Regions from separate parts of the Sus scrofa genome. Here region 2 is linked to region 1. A link is a contact called in public Hi-C data. All regions are on one chromosome and are shown on one strand. The core of a region is the stretch at or near the end of the contact, and the rest is flanking DNA. Distances in the headings are between cores, read along the strand shown.

The links. Hi-C and Micro-C count contacts between places; a contact is called where the count stands out from the background.
Region 2: a Hi-C map of skeletal muscle shows a contact between it and region 1, with 2.8 times the contacts expected there. The contact joins the promoter of ANKRD10 here to the promoter of ING1 in region 1. A contact is called at or near these places in 3 of 5 promoter capture datasets (fetal liver, fetal skeletal muscle and liver), 13 of 47 Hi-C or Micro-C datasets (alveolar macrophages, blood, embryonic fibroblasts and 7 more) and 2 of 2 datasets of contacts at active chromatin or transcription factors (alveolar macrophages and skeletal muscle).

Annotation. Positions count from the first base shown.
Region 1 is chr11:77,268,246-77,275,326 of Sscrofa11.1, forward strand. ING1 (inhibitor of growth protein 1) reads left to right here and starts at 2,027. Exons shown (of 2, transcript XM_021065917.1): 1 at 2,027-2,360. The coding sequence starts at 2,162. It overlaps CARS2 (probable cysteine--tRNA ligase, mitochondrial), which reads right to left and starts at 1,691. Exons shown (of 15, transcript XM_021065916.1): 1 at 1,383-1,691.
Region 2 is chr11:77,354,511-77,361,678 of Sscrofa11.1, forward strand. ANKRD10 (ankyrin repeat domain 10) reads right to left here and starts at 1,539. Exons shown (of 6, transcript NM_001244616.1): 1 at 1,240-1,539. The coding sequence starts at 1,449. LOC110255863 (a long non-coding RNA gene) reads right to left here. Exons shown (of 2, transcript XR_002336774.1): 1 at 6,584-7,168; 2 at 2,088-3,591. LOC110255864 (a long non-coding RNA gene) reads left to right here and starts at 3,339. Exons shown (of 2, transcript XR_002336775.1): 1 at 3,339-3,480; 2 at 3,653-4,041.

The DNA.
Region 1 (7,081 bases), core at 777-3,276:
AACCCAACTAGTATCCAGGACAACTAGGATTCGGTTCCTTTCCTGGCTCAGCGGGTTAAGGATCCGGTGTTGCCCTGAGCCGAGGTGTAGGTCGGAGACAGGTCTGGGATCTGGTGTTGCTGTGGCTGTGGTGTAGGCCTGTAGCTGTAGCTCCAATCAGACCCTTGGTCTGGGAACTTCCATATGCCACAGCTAGTCATTAAAAAAAAAGAAAAAAACAACAGCAGGAGTTCCCCATCGTTGTGCAGCGGAAACGAAGCCAACTAGGAGCCATGAGGTTGCAGATTCAATCCCTGGCCTCACTCAGCGGGTTAAGGATCTGGCGTTGCTGTGACCTGTGGTGTAGGTCACAGACGCAGCTTGGATCCTGCGTTGCTGTGGCTGTGGTGTAGGCCAGCAGCTACAGCTCTGATTCAACCTCTAGCCTGGGAACCTTCATATGCCACAGATGCAGCTCTAAAAAGCAAAAAAACAAAACAAAACAACAAACACTCCAGCTTGATGGTCATTGGGAAGGGTAAATTATTTCTCACCTTTTTTCTTTCTTTTTTTTTTTTTTTTAACAGCTGCTGGCCTACACCAGAGTCACAGCAACACCAGATCCGAGCTGCATCTGCAACCTACACTACAGCTCAGGGTCACACCGAATCCTTAACCCACTGAGAGAGGCTAGGGATGAAACCTGGACCCTCATGGTTCCTAATCGGACTAGTTTCCACTGCACCATGACAAGAACTCCACCTTTATTTTTTTTTTTTAATTTATTTTTAGTTTTTTGGCTTTTTGCCATGTCTTGGGCCGCTCCCTCGGCATATGGAGGTTCCCAGGCTAGGGGTCGAATCGGAGCTGTAGCCACCGGCCTACGCCAGAGCCACAGCAACGTGGGATCTGAGCCACGTCTGCTACCTACACCACAGCTCACAGCAACGCGGATCCTTAACCCACTGAGCAAGGCCAGGGATCGAACCCACAACCTCATGGTTCCTAGTCAGATTCGTTAACCACTGCGCCACGACGGGAACGCCCACCTTTATTCTTAAATTCAGATAAACACTACTCATTTTAGAGCCAGTGAATGCAAGGATTAAAAGAACCTCTTTCTTGTTACTGTACTTTAAAATTACGTATATGCGTTTCTCCTATGCAACGTTTACTCTATTCCATATAGTCTCTTCGTTGCCACATAGTGTCACAGTATTAAAGCCTTTTAAGCAGGCTAGTGGCCAATAAATGAAACTTTACCTATCATTTGCTTTACACTGGGCCCAAGCTGGAAAAGTGTGACTCTCTAAGTAAAATAACCACTTTCCCAAATATCGAAGTGAACGTTTCCTGATGTGAGGGTGCGATGAAGGGGTAGAATGAAGATCAAACCCATTTACCTCAAAGTTTTACTCCTACTCGTCGTTTATCACCGCAGCAGCGTTCCAACCCATTTCCAAAGACGACCAGCCCAACTTAGTCTGCACTGACAGCCACATCGCGGACTGCTCTGCAGATCGCTGCTAGGGGCACTGCGGATCAAAACCTATTTTACAAACACTGGCTCGGTCTGAATGACACTGAGTAATTAAGAAACTCTCCCGCGGTCTTGGTTGTCACGACACTGTTCTCCGGACACTCGGGAACTCCACCAGAACGTGATGAACCGCAGAGCATCGATTCAGTCCCAGGGGGAGCGGCCACGGGCAGCAGGGCACCCGGAGCCAGGCGAACCCGCCCACCCACCCGTCCGAGAGACGCAGCGCCGCCCAGGCACAGAGGCGGTAGGGACGTCAGGGGCCGAGGCCGAACTACCTGACAGGGTTAGAGTTGGCGACACGACACCCGCCAAAGGACAGGGCAGGACAAAGGAGGCCAAACGAGTCCTCCGAAAAGCACCAAGCGCGGCGCAGACCCGCACGCCGCGGACAAAGCGGGGGAGGGGGCCACGCCCACAGGCGGGGCCTCGGCCGGAAGAGGCGGGCCTCGCGCGGCCCCGTCGTCTAGGCAACGGGGCTCCTCGGAAGCCCAAATCCAGGCGTTTAGGGCGGGGAGGAGGGGGAGGGGGGCCCAAGGCTGCACAGGGAGAGGCCCCCGGGACCCGGGCGCCCGGACGCTTGCCCCACCACGGCTTGGGTGGTCTTTCGAAGTGGGGGCGCGGACTTTAAGAGAGGATTCCATGGCACATGCGGGAAGGGGTCGGGGTCACCTGCCCTCTACGGGGACCCGGCCTGGCGAACCGCTCCCCTCTCGGGTCCCTTTGTCTCCAAGCCGCTCGGCGCTGGGCTCCGGCCGGCAACACAAAGGGCGGGCGGTGAGGACCGCGCAGGCGCGGGAGCCGCCGAGGCTGCCGGGAGTGGTGGTCCGACTGCCGAATGGTAGGTCTCCGGCGCGGGCAAATGGGCCTCTTGGCCACACAAGTACGCATGCGCAACCACTTCCGTCTTGCCGGGCCAGCCTGGTCCCTCCGCCCCCGGAGGGACGCGGGTTTCTAGTAGTAAGAGCCGAGGGGGAGGTGTCCGTGATCGCCCCGCCTATTCTTTCTCCTGATTGGGCCGCCGGGGTGAGGGCGGAACCTGGATTGGCCCTCGAGGTTGCCAGTCTGTTCCGGGCCGTACTTATTTCCCGGCTGCGAGGCGGGATCAGGAGTGTGGGACTGAGCAAAGGGAAGGAGATGGTGACCCGGGATTGTGATGGTCCCGAGGCCGGGTCGGTTCCAGAGAGCTCTGGGCTATGCCACCTGCCTCTCCCGCAACACCCAGCGGCCATGCAGCCCCGCCCAACGCACTTTGCCTGCAAGTGCGAAACTCCCACTAAAGTTTTCAGCTCGCCCGCTGCCCCTTGCCCCCGCGGCCCCTGCCCCGGCAAAAGTGACAGACAAAGCCACACCCCCGTGCGGCGGGGCCGGTGAGGGGCGTGAATGCGGCGGGGGCGGGGCCCACGGGGGAGGGGGCGGTGGGGCCAGGACGCATGCGCGATGCAGGGGGCCGAATGTTTCCCAAGTGTTTGAAACTGGTATTTGGGTTTTCCACGTTGGACAAGTGCGGCGCGGCGGGCGGCGCGCGCCCCTTCCCGCGCTCGCTCGGCCCCGGCCCCGGCCCCTGCGCCGGGGTGCGCGCCCGCACGCCCGCCCGCGCCCGCCCCGCGCCCGAGGCCGCCGAGCTCCGGCCCGGCCCGCCAGGCGCCGGTCCCCGGGCCCAGGCGGTGCAGCTCGCAGATGTAGCGGCGCGGGGCCGGCCGGAGGGGAGGCGCCGGCGGGCGGGAGCCTTGCATTTTGCAGCGCTGGGCTCCGAGGGGGCGGGGGCCGGAGGAAGCGGAAAGCCGCGCCGAGTCGCCGGGGACCTCGGTGAACCATGTTGAGCCCTGCCAACGGGGAGCAGATCCACCTGGTGAACTATGTGGAGGACTACCTGGACTCCATCGAGTCTCTGCCTTTCGATCTGCAGAGAAACGTCTCGCTGATGCGGGAGATCGACGCGAAATACCAAGGTACGGCGGGATGGATGGGCGGGGGCGGCTGCTCCATCCCCGTCGGTCGCGGCGCGCCGCGGGGCCGCGGGCCGTCCTGATCCCCGCTTGGGGAGCCTCGATCCCGCGGCGGGGCCCTGGCCGGACAGAAACAAAAGGTCTGGAGCGTCTTTGATTTGCGAAGGTCCTTGTGCGCGAAGCCCGGACACGGAGGAGGAAGAAGGAACGAGAGGTCTCAATGCCAGGCTGCGCGAGCAAAGCGCTCTTTGTAGTGAAGTGACGAGGCGGGGTGCTGCGGGGGAGGGGGCGCAGGGGGCGCCGGCTGAGGCGCCGAGGGAGGGATGTGCAGCGGTCGCTAGCTAGGGGCTCAGAGACGGTGCTGCGCGCAGGGCTGCTGGGAGGGCAATGCGGGCGAGGGGTCCGCCGGCCCTGCTCGCCATCCCCGGAACCACCTTCACTCAGTCCCGAATCTGAGTGTTACATAAAGTCCGGGGTCGGTACTCCGCGTGGTGCAGCCCCAGTCGCCCCCACCCAGCCCCCGGCCCTCCCGCGGTGCTGGACACGGAGCGAGGGCCGACGTACGGGGGGCGACGCGGCCGGGTGTAGTTTGCGGAGGGCCAGGGCTTTATTCTGTGCGTGCAGTGGTCAAGGGGAGGGGAGGGAAGGGAGGATGGGGCGAGGAAGTCGCCCATCTGTGCTGTGCTCGGGGGGCGCAGGCAAATATTGTCGACTTGGAGAGGAACATGGCAGGGGAAGAGGACCTGTGGGTCGTTCTCTGCTGCCTCGGCCGCCCAGAATGCCGGAGAGAGACGGAGGGTTCGGGTCCGCTGGGAATTGCTGGCTGTTGGGGAAACTTTCCTCCCAGGTCAGGCATCGCATTGGGGCTGTGTTTGGAACGTGGATAATCACTCCGAGTTTACTAATGTTTACAGGACTGCGCAGCAGGGAAACGGAAGAGTGGGGGGAGGTGGAAAGCCACTACATGCCCCACAACAGACAAGACTCACGCGAGGAAGGCGCCCCTGCGCGCTCTACCCGAGGCTTTGCTTCGCAGCGACTTTTATAGGAGGCTTATTAGCATATTGTGAACGTTCCCCCTTGGCCTTCTGTGATTGGCCGTGGCCTCTCCCATGGAATGTCCTTATCAGTCCGCTGCTGAACCATTGGTTGCTGAGCCGGATGAGGGCGGGCCTTGCGCAGTTACTGGCATAGATCTCTGTTTCCGCTGCCTCTTTTTTTCTCTTTCGTAGAGGGGCGGGGAGGAGGGAGGAGGTCGAGTTGATTTGAACGTCTTCAGGTCGCCCGGCCTCCGGCCCTGCATTGGTTATTGGTGCTGCTGGGGCGGGCCGAGTTCTCTGACCCTGGGTTGTGATTGGTGCCCCACCTGGCCACCGCCCTCCGGTCCAACGATTCCTACTGGCAGTGGCTGCCGGGGCGGGGCGCGCCTCCCACTGGCCGCCTACCCATTGGCGGGGCTGAGCCAGCCTCGCCCCCGCCCCCCACCGACGCGAGCTTGGCCCCTTCCGCCGCGGAGTAATGGCGGCGCCCGGGGTACAGGGCAAAGCTGGCGATCCGTGTCGCTGGGATTGCCGAGGGCGCAGGCGGGGCTCCGGGTCGGGTCCCAGGGACCCGCGGGTTCGGCCTCGCGGAGCAGCGGACGCGTGAGTGACCCGGGTCTGGGGCTGCTTCTCGGTGGTCGGTGTCCCGGGACGAGAACTGAGTGGCCCCCTGTGCGCTGAGCTGGGAGAAGGCTTGCGGGGTGGAGAGACGAACGCGGGGAATTTCGGGTTTTCTGGGGCTTTGTGGAATTCTCTCCAGCGCTGTTCGCTAGCACTGTTAGGGAATTTCAAGATGACGAAAAAGTTTATCCTTAACATTTTCTGGCGTCCCCGTCAGTATGCCCCTAAGGCTGCTTTCTTACTGCTGTCCCTACCGCAGGAAGCCGGTTTACTGCTGCAGAACCAGTCTCTTCAGTCGAGTTAATGCATAGTTGGTGCGTTTTGGTTCATTCGGAGAAAATCAGTCCCCCTCCCACCCAGGTGCACTTTGAAGCCAGTGCCCCGAGTGAGCTGCAGAGCCTTCCGTCGTGATAATAATGGTAGTAATATTATCGTAATAATAGTTGATAATTTGGTTGCCATTTACAATAAATGTTGAGATACACACCATATTTCCAAAAAATTAAGCCTTTTTTTTTTTTAAGGGCCGCACCCGCGGCTTATGAAGGTTCCCAGGCTAGGGGTCGAATCGGCGCTGCAGCTGCCGGCCTACGCCACAGCTCAGGGCCACACAAGATCCTTAACCCACCGAGGAGGCCAGGGATGGAACCTGCGTCCTCATGGATACTAATTGGATTCGTTTCCACTGAGCCACGACGGGAACTCCTGGGTTGCCAAACTTTGGTTAACAGTATTTGCTTAGTAAACATCAGTTGGGTGTTAATTCATAAGGATGGATTATAACTAGTTTACCAATGATACTTTGGGTTATTTGGAATTAAAAACATTTTTAAGTTACTATTAAAGTATTTTTTAAAATGCCCAAGCATCCCCATGGAAGAGGATCAGCAGTGGTCAGAGCTGATGCAGCTGAGGAAGCCAGGTGTGCTGGCAGAATGCCTCCCTAGGTAGTGCTCAGATTACTGTTTCCAGATGTTTGTGCTTCAAGAGGCTTTGCTGATAGAGTACTTTGCTTGGGGCGTCAAAGAAATGTGTGCCATTGTGTAGGTAAAGAGAATTTCGTGATGGGATGTTTTTTTCCTAAAGTGAGGCTTCACACAGATGTAAGCTTGCTTGTGAAGTGAAAGAAGCTGTATGCCATTAAATTTTAAATTAGCGATATGATAGAATTGTTCTCTTTTCTATGAAATGTTAACATTCTTTTTAAAAATTGAAATTTGGTTACTGATTAAGCCAAATGATACAGTTTCGTAATGTGTAATTCACTTAAAAACACACGGCAGAAACTCATTTTAGTATCTATGAAATAGAACCTGGATAGGTTGAGCACAGCTATTTATTTTCAGAATTAATTACTCAAAGAGACCAGGAGGTTATGACCTTCCTCCTTTCTGGCGGCAGGCAGTCTGCACTGTGCCCCTAGCAAACGTCTTCAGAGCTATCTTTAGCTGAAGAATACAGCCTGGGAAACAATGTGTGCCTAAATCGTGTGGGCCTAAATTCACGCTTTGCTCTAGGGTTAGGATTATGCCTTATAACTAAATTGGAGATAGATCTGGTAGGGGCGATAATCACATTTTAGACACTCACACACGTCCCCTTCCTAGTTGGAGAATAGAATTGCCTTAATTTAATGATTACTGTTTAGGGAGAATAACTGGGGATTTCTACCTGTGTATTAAATGGGCTTTTGGCAAAAATACTGACTTTATTCTTAATTTCCATCAGATTATCTAAGAACTTTCATTTTGTGAGAAATTGCTTATTTACATTTGCCAAATTTATACATTTAAAAATCACATAAACTGTCAAGTGTTGTTATTAGGGCTCAGGGGGTTAAGAACCCGAATAGTATCCGTGAGGATGCAGGTTTGATCCCTGGCCTTGCTCAGTGGGTTAAGGATCCGGTGTTGCTGTGAGCCCTGGTGTAGGTAGCAGGTGAGGCTCGGATC
Region 2 (7,168 bases), core at 289-2,788, 86 kb after region 1:
ATGTTTTTGCCTGTAACACAAGGGACAATAGATGTTGCCAGCTACCTACAGTTTCACGTAAAAATAGAGCGAGACGCACTCAGCAGGGAGCTCCCTCCCCGGCGGCCGGCCCGCCTGGGGACACCTACGTTCAGGGAGAGCAGGCAGGAGGGTCCTCGCTCAGCCAGTTGTTTGCGGAGCCGGATCTCCCAGGGGCCTCGGGCTCAGCCCCGGCTCCGCCAGCGCGTCCCAGAGCTCAGGCCCGGGGCCGGCGGGCCTGCCTCGCCCCCGCCGTCCTAACGCCGTCTCATTTCTTTCACTAAAATAAATCTGACTTCATTTGACCAGGGGACTCAGAAACTGTTTCCCAAAAGTGCTGCGAACGTAGCACCTTGAGCCAAGTAAAGCCACTCGTCAGCCGGGCAAAAATAAATCTAAGATTAATTCCATTTCAAGACGGAAATACACTTCACATTATCCGGCACGTATTTCCGCAAAACCACTTATTTCAACCCAACCGTATCACCACTTCAGAGGGAAAACATTTTGTAATGTCCCAGAACTGGGGGGCATGAACCTTAACCGTTAAAGTCACTTTGGAAAAGCATCGTCAATCTCACTTTGCGACCACTTCTCCGATCGAATGACCCCTCTCCCTGCGCAGAGGAGGCAAATGCTGCCTTATCTTTCCGAGATTTAAAGCTGCACCTCGCTCTTCCCGATTTTAAGATAAACGTCGCCGACGGTCACTCGGGCGACAGTTTACACAACCCCCCAGCTCTGAGCTGGCAGCATCATCACCCAGCACGCCTTCGGCCGCGGCCCCTGGGCCCGGGGAGCTAAGGGCGCTTCCCTCCGGCGCCCGCCCCTCCCTCAGAGCGGCCCCGGCTCCCGCGCGCCGCCCTGGGGCGCCCGGGCCTCCACCCGCAGGGGCGGCGCCTCCGGGAAGCCGGCGCCTCGGGAGGCCGCCCGCGTTCGAACTCTGCGCCGCCGCACTTGCGCTCCGGGCCTCACGGCCTCCGGGCCTCCCGGCGCCAGCGCCGCCGCCGCCGGGCCCGCTTCCGCCCGTCTCCCGGCAGGCTCCGCGCGCCCCTGGGGCCCCGACCCCCGCGCCGCCGCACATGCGCCCCGGGCCCCTTGGCGCGCCTTCGCCGCCGACCCCGCTTCCGCCCCGCGCTCCCGGCACGCCCCGCGCCCACCGCCCTCTCGACCCCCACAGGAAAGCCGCGGAAGATGGCGCCTTAAAGCGCCCGCGCCCACCTTGCCGAAGTGCGCGGCCCAGTGCACCGGCGTCCAGCCGTAGAAGGAATCCTCGGCAGCCAGGTGGGCGCGCGGCGTCTGCTGTAGCAGCGAGCAGAGCGCGGCCAGGTCCCCATCGCGGCAGGCGCGGTGCAGCGGAAAGCGGAGCGACAACAGCTCTTCGCTGGAGAAGCCCGCCTCCACACCCGCACCCGCTCCCGCCGCCGACATGGTCCGTCACCAGAGAGCGCGAGCTGGCGAGCGGAGAAGACGAGCCGGTGAAGACCCGAGAGGCCGCCGCCGTCGCCGCCACCGGAGCACAAAGGATCTAGAGCAGCGCCGCGGCTGCGTCCAGCCGGCAGCCGAGCCGAGCGCGCACGGGGGCGGGGCGAGGCGGGGCGGGGCGGGGCCTGCGTCGGCGGGGACTGGGGCCGGCGCTCGGAGCCGCGGAGCCTGGGGGCGGGGCCTGGAGCGTCGGGGCGGGGCCTGGAGCAGGGGGCGGGGCCCAGGCCCCGTGGGCCGCGTGGGTTCTAGACTCCGGGTTCTGGACTCCGGTCCAGACTCCAGGCGCGTCAGTGTCCTGACCTCCGTTAATAAAAAGCTCCTGGAGAATCAGGTTTGGGCTTTGGGCCCGATCCCCTGAGGTTTCGGCCGCACGCCTTTTATTCCACCAATTAATCTGGTGGTGCGTCTGCGAGCACCTGGGGGCGGTTCCTGCCCCTCCTGACCTGCTGTACTTTTCTGAGCTGGGCTGCACGTTTTTGAGAACCCACGGCCAAAACGCGAGAAACATTGTAGCATGCAAGGAAATACTAAATTGTCTTTCACTGACCGAGGATCACAGATTTTTTAAATAGATTTTTTTCTGATTATGACTTCTACGTGAAAATCATCAATAATTTCACTATCAAGAAATAACCAGTGTTAACATTTACAGATTTTTTATTGTGATTTTCTAACCATGTGGTTTGTTTCACTTGTATATATTCTTTTTCTTTGTGTATACTGCTTTCCTTTTTTGTTCTACAAAATTCTAAATCACAGTGATTGAGCTTTAAGTAGGTAACCAGATTTCTGGGAAGATATTGATGCATAAGATAGTACACTGCAGCATTACTTAATAAAACAAGAAATTAGAAACATAGTGCCTAATGAAGAAAAAATGTTAATTTGCGGTATAAGCATGCAACACAGTCATCTATTCATGCAGCAAACGTGTTGAGTACAATAATGAATGAAACACACTGGGAAATGTTCTAGATACAGTCAACCAGAAAAAGCAGCAAGTATTTCGATTTAGTGAGCAATTACTAATGGATGAGGTGTAAGAATGACACTTAGAATCTGTCATGTATTAGATGAGGCAAGAAAGAAAATTTCAGGGAGTTTCCGTCGTGGAGCAATGGTTAACGAATCCGACCAGGAACCATGAGGTTGCTGGTTCGATCCCTGCCCTTGCTCAGAAGGTTAAGGATCTGGCGTCGCCGTGAGCTGTGGTGTAGGTCGCAGACGCGGCTCGGATCTGGCATTGCTCTGGCTCTGGTGTAGGCTGTCGGCTACAGCTCCGATTTGACCCCTAGCCTGGGAACCTCCATATGCCACGGGAGCGGCCCAAGAAATGGCAAAAAGACAAAAAATAAAGTAAAAAAAATTTAAAAAAGAGAAAATTTCAGTAATTCAAGATATACTTTTTCGTTTGGACCCAAAGGGCAGCAATATGCCTGGTCCACTAGGAATTCAATCATTTTTCTTTGTATATTCCATGCTGCTTTTAATCTGATTATCTCTTTAAGATACATACGCTGGTATTGACTGGTACCCTTCCTAGGAAAGCGGCGTCCCATTTTGCAGAAGGACATAAGCACAGCTTGTCTTTCATAATAACGAGAAGGAAGTACCCTTCCTTACCCAGCATTCTGTGAATGATGAGACTGAGGCAGAGACAGGCTAAGGAATTTGCCCAGGGACAAACTGCATGCCTGTGCCAGAGCTTGGAATAATATCCAGGCCTTGTTCCCAACCCATGGTTAGATTTTTTTAACCTTGGCATTGATTTTGTACGAAGGCCTAGGAAACGAAGCAGGTTACAGGGAATGGATGCTCAGAGTGTCTGTTTCCTCAGCTAAGATGACTTCCTGCTTCCTCAGGCTTCCTGGGATGGAACCCGTACTTGAGCAGCTGTGCAGAGATAGACCAACGTGATGGTGGCTCCCTGAGACGGGCCACGCGGTTGCCGGGTATGAGAATGAGAAAGGAGGTCTGGTGAGTGTTCCTAAAGCCACCCTTCCAAGTGCTTGGTTGCGGGTTTTGCCCAACGTGTCGAATGACGGCTAATGACAGGTTTTCTTAGGAGCTCTTTAGCTTTCCAAAAAGCTGTAGAGAAAAGAGAAAGAAGCGCGGATTCATAACACATTCTTTGTCTTTTATTTGACAGAGCAACCACACATAAGTGACAAAGGTTCCCTTCTTGACCAGACTCTACTCAGGCTCCCCCACCCCCCATATCTGCTAACCCTCCACATCCAACCGCCTTCTCCATCCTCCACCACTCCCTCCCCCCTGCCGGGGCGTCTGCCTTCAGCAAGAATCCTGCCATGACGTCACTTTAGCCAGAGCCCCTGATGCTCCTTTTAGGGACTCTCCAACTCCTGACGCCCCCCTGCTCCTGGGTTGGAGGTTCCCACTTGTCCATGTCGTGTTCAGAGGTCAGTCTGAGTTCTCCCCTCGTCTGCGGGGACAAACGGGGTCTCATGATCCCACAGCAGTGGCCCCTGTACCCATCCGAAGGCACCCTTGAATAAAGTCTGCCTTTCCATGCTTTAACGAGTGTCTCTGAAAAATATTTTCTTTAACAGTTTGAAGTAACTTTTTTCTTTAACCTGAGCAAACTGGAGTATTTGAAGGTATGACTCAAATACGTGATGAGAAACAGGAAGACTCAAAACTCAGTACATGGATTAAAAACCAACCCAAACCCTGCCTTTGGGATTGGCATTGCGTTTCCAAAAAGGGATAGTGTGTGAGGAATTGCTCCAAGGGGCAGGGCTCGTGGGAGGAACGTGCCCTGAGAGGCAGGGTCACACGCTCCGCTCTGTAGAGGGCGGGCCCCTGCTGAGCGCTGCGGTCACGCTGAGAAACGGGACCCAGTGAACCGCGTGTCTCGGGACCTGAGACCCGAGGAAGGCGAGACCAGGGCCTCCCTGTTCTGTCCTCTCTGCTGCCCCTTGTTCCCGGCGCTGCACCTCCCACACGCTGCCAGGTCCCTCTTTGAAGAAGGGCATCTGCTTACACTTGGGCAGAAGAGTCGCGGCCTCTGGGCTGCCATCCGGAGTGCCAGGGACTGCTAGACTCAGCAGCTCTGCAGGCGCGTTCAGCGCGCTGGCTCGTCGCGTCTGGGCTGTGTGCACGCCGAGGCCAGAGAGCCCTCTCTCAGGTCTCGTCTGAGTTAGGCCACCCACTCCATTCACCCTCACGACCTCATCACCTCCCACTGCGGGGGGCGGGGGGGGGGGACAACGGACATTCAGTCCGGGGCCAGCAGCGTCCCCGATTTAATCATTCTCACGCCTCCTCCGTGTGGATTTTCAGCACCTCTGTGCGGACTTTTCTGGCCACGTTGGATCTGTGCTGTTAATACTTTTCTTAAAACCGGTTTACTTTTGGAGTTCCCACTGCGGCTCAGGCTCAGCGGGTTAAGAACCTGACTGCAGTGGCTCAGGCCGCCTTGGAGGCAAAGGGGTGGGTTCCATCCACGCCCCCGTGCGGTGGGTTGAAAGGATCTGGTGTTGCTGCCGCTGCTATAGGTCCACCCCTGGCCCAGGAAGTTCCCTATGCCGTGGGTGTGGCCCTTAAAAAAAACAGGCTTACTTTTTGAGATTTACCAACTTCATTCACATCCTCTTCATGAGCAAAACAGCAATGACTTTGTGGTGCTGTGGCTACATTTCCCCCTACAGCTAAGCAAATACACAGCCAAATAAAATTTGAGTGCTTCCCAAGTCCGCTTCTGTCCTTTAGTGGAGCTCACACTGTGCTTTGGAAACGTCCTCAGAGCCAAGTCCCCGGGTTCCAGCACGGGCTGCCCTGCTCAGCCCTGAAAACCGACTGCGGTTTGCCTCTGCCCAGAGGGCTTCACCTCCGTCATCTCCAGCACCCAACTCCCTCTGTTGTGGGTTGAATTGCGCCCCTCAATTCGTGTGTTGAAATCCTAACCCCCGTACCTCAGGATATGACCTATTTGGAAACGGGGTCATTGCCGATGGAACGCGTTGTCAGGAGGGAGGAGGCTGGCCCCTGATCCGGTGGGACTTGTGTCCTTCTGAAAGGAGAGTCATCTCTGTCTCTCCGTCTCTCCACGACTACCGTGTCCCTCTCACCGGGACAGTGCCTTGTCCATATTAAACCCTAAGTACAAATTTGCTGAGTGACAGCAGGAGACGCAAGCTGGGAGTCAGGTCAGCTGGCTGCTCCTTTCCAGAAAGGGAGACGTGTTGAGGGCCAGGGGTCTTGCCTGTAAACAACATTACGATTCTGGAATCTTAATAGTTGTCCTGTCTTATTTACATCTTGTTAGAAAAGTGATCAGCACGAATGCCCTTAAAATGAGAGAGAAACAGCAAGTGTGTGCTCAGAGGCGTGCTGTGAAAGCAGAATCGTGGGGCCGGAGGGGCTGCAGGAGGGAAGGGAAGCGGCAGGCTGGCCGGCCGGCGCCCAGAGCTGGGGCAGCAGACTTGGGCTGCTCCGGAGCTGGGTCCTGCTGGATGCTGAGAATGGCCACACACGCCTTCTGGCCGCTTGACCTGTAAGTGGGCAACTGCCCAGTCCTTTAGATTTGGTTTAGCCGATGCCTTACTTCCCTAATGTTATCACTGGAGAGAAACTCCCCAGGGAGTCATGGCTCTTATTAAATGTTCCCGGCTGTCCCCGTGGGCGGAGTTGGTGGCCCCTCTGCTGAGCAAGCCAGGAAGTCCCCAAGTGGCCACCCTGAGGCCGGCCCTGCAGGCAGAGTCACAGTCTCTGGGGGGAGGCTGCTGACAGCTGCTCCCTGGACGGGACCCAGGCGCCTGGTGTGATGGGCGGTTAGCACATCTTCCTGCCTTCCCGACACTCCCACCGTGAACTTTGTTCTTTAAGAATGTTCCAGAAACAAGAGCCTGTAGCCAGACAGGGATCTGTTACGGAGAAGAGTTTAATCCTAACCAGCTGATGAAATAACAGGAATTGGGTCATCAAATTAAATTAAAATTAAGTTAAAGTAAATTAATTAAATTAAAATGGAAAGGAATTAGGTCATAAAATGAAAAGTTCTCCCACGAAGCGAGGTGGGAGCAGAAAGCTCCTGTCGCTTGCTCCGAGGTGTCTTTACCTGGCAGACCGAGGCCGGGAGTCCTCTTTCATCCAGCTCGACCGGGGCCCTGCACCCCCTGGTGGGGAAGCGACCAGAAAGTGGGTGCCAGGCCAGAGCAGCGGTGGCCCAGGACACTGTCGCCGTGCCCCCTTCTCCGTGTCTGTGGGCCGGTGAGTAGGGCCAGGTCCTGTTGCTGGGGGAGCGTTTCTCAGCCTCTCCAGCTTAGTCTCCTTGTTTATCACAGAAGATAAACGTTGCCCCGGCTCAGCGAACGGCCCCGTCAGGGAAAGACCGGTCGTGGACAGCAAAGGGCTTTCAGATCGAGAAAGTCCAGGGTCCAGGGTGTTCCCCAAAGTACCTCTACTGTTTTCCCACCAGCAGCAATTCATGCCAATGTCAGCGACCCAGTCTTCCTGGCATGAGGTGTTGCTGTTTGATGTTCTGTTTCTCTTAAAGATGAAATTACAGTGTCAAGCCCCACCCCTCCACCCCCGGGGCCCTTGTTGTTGGAAACTGGCACCCCTCAAGAGTGCCTGCCAGCTGCTGTGAGTGTCCCCTTGGAGCGGGCTGTGCTCTCGGAGTGATGGCCCTGTGGAGATCCGC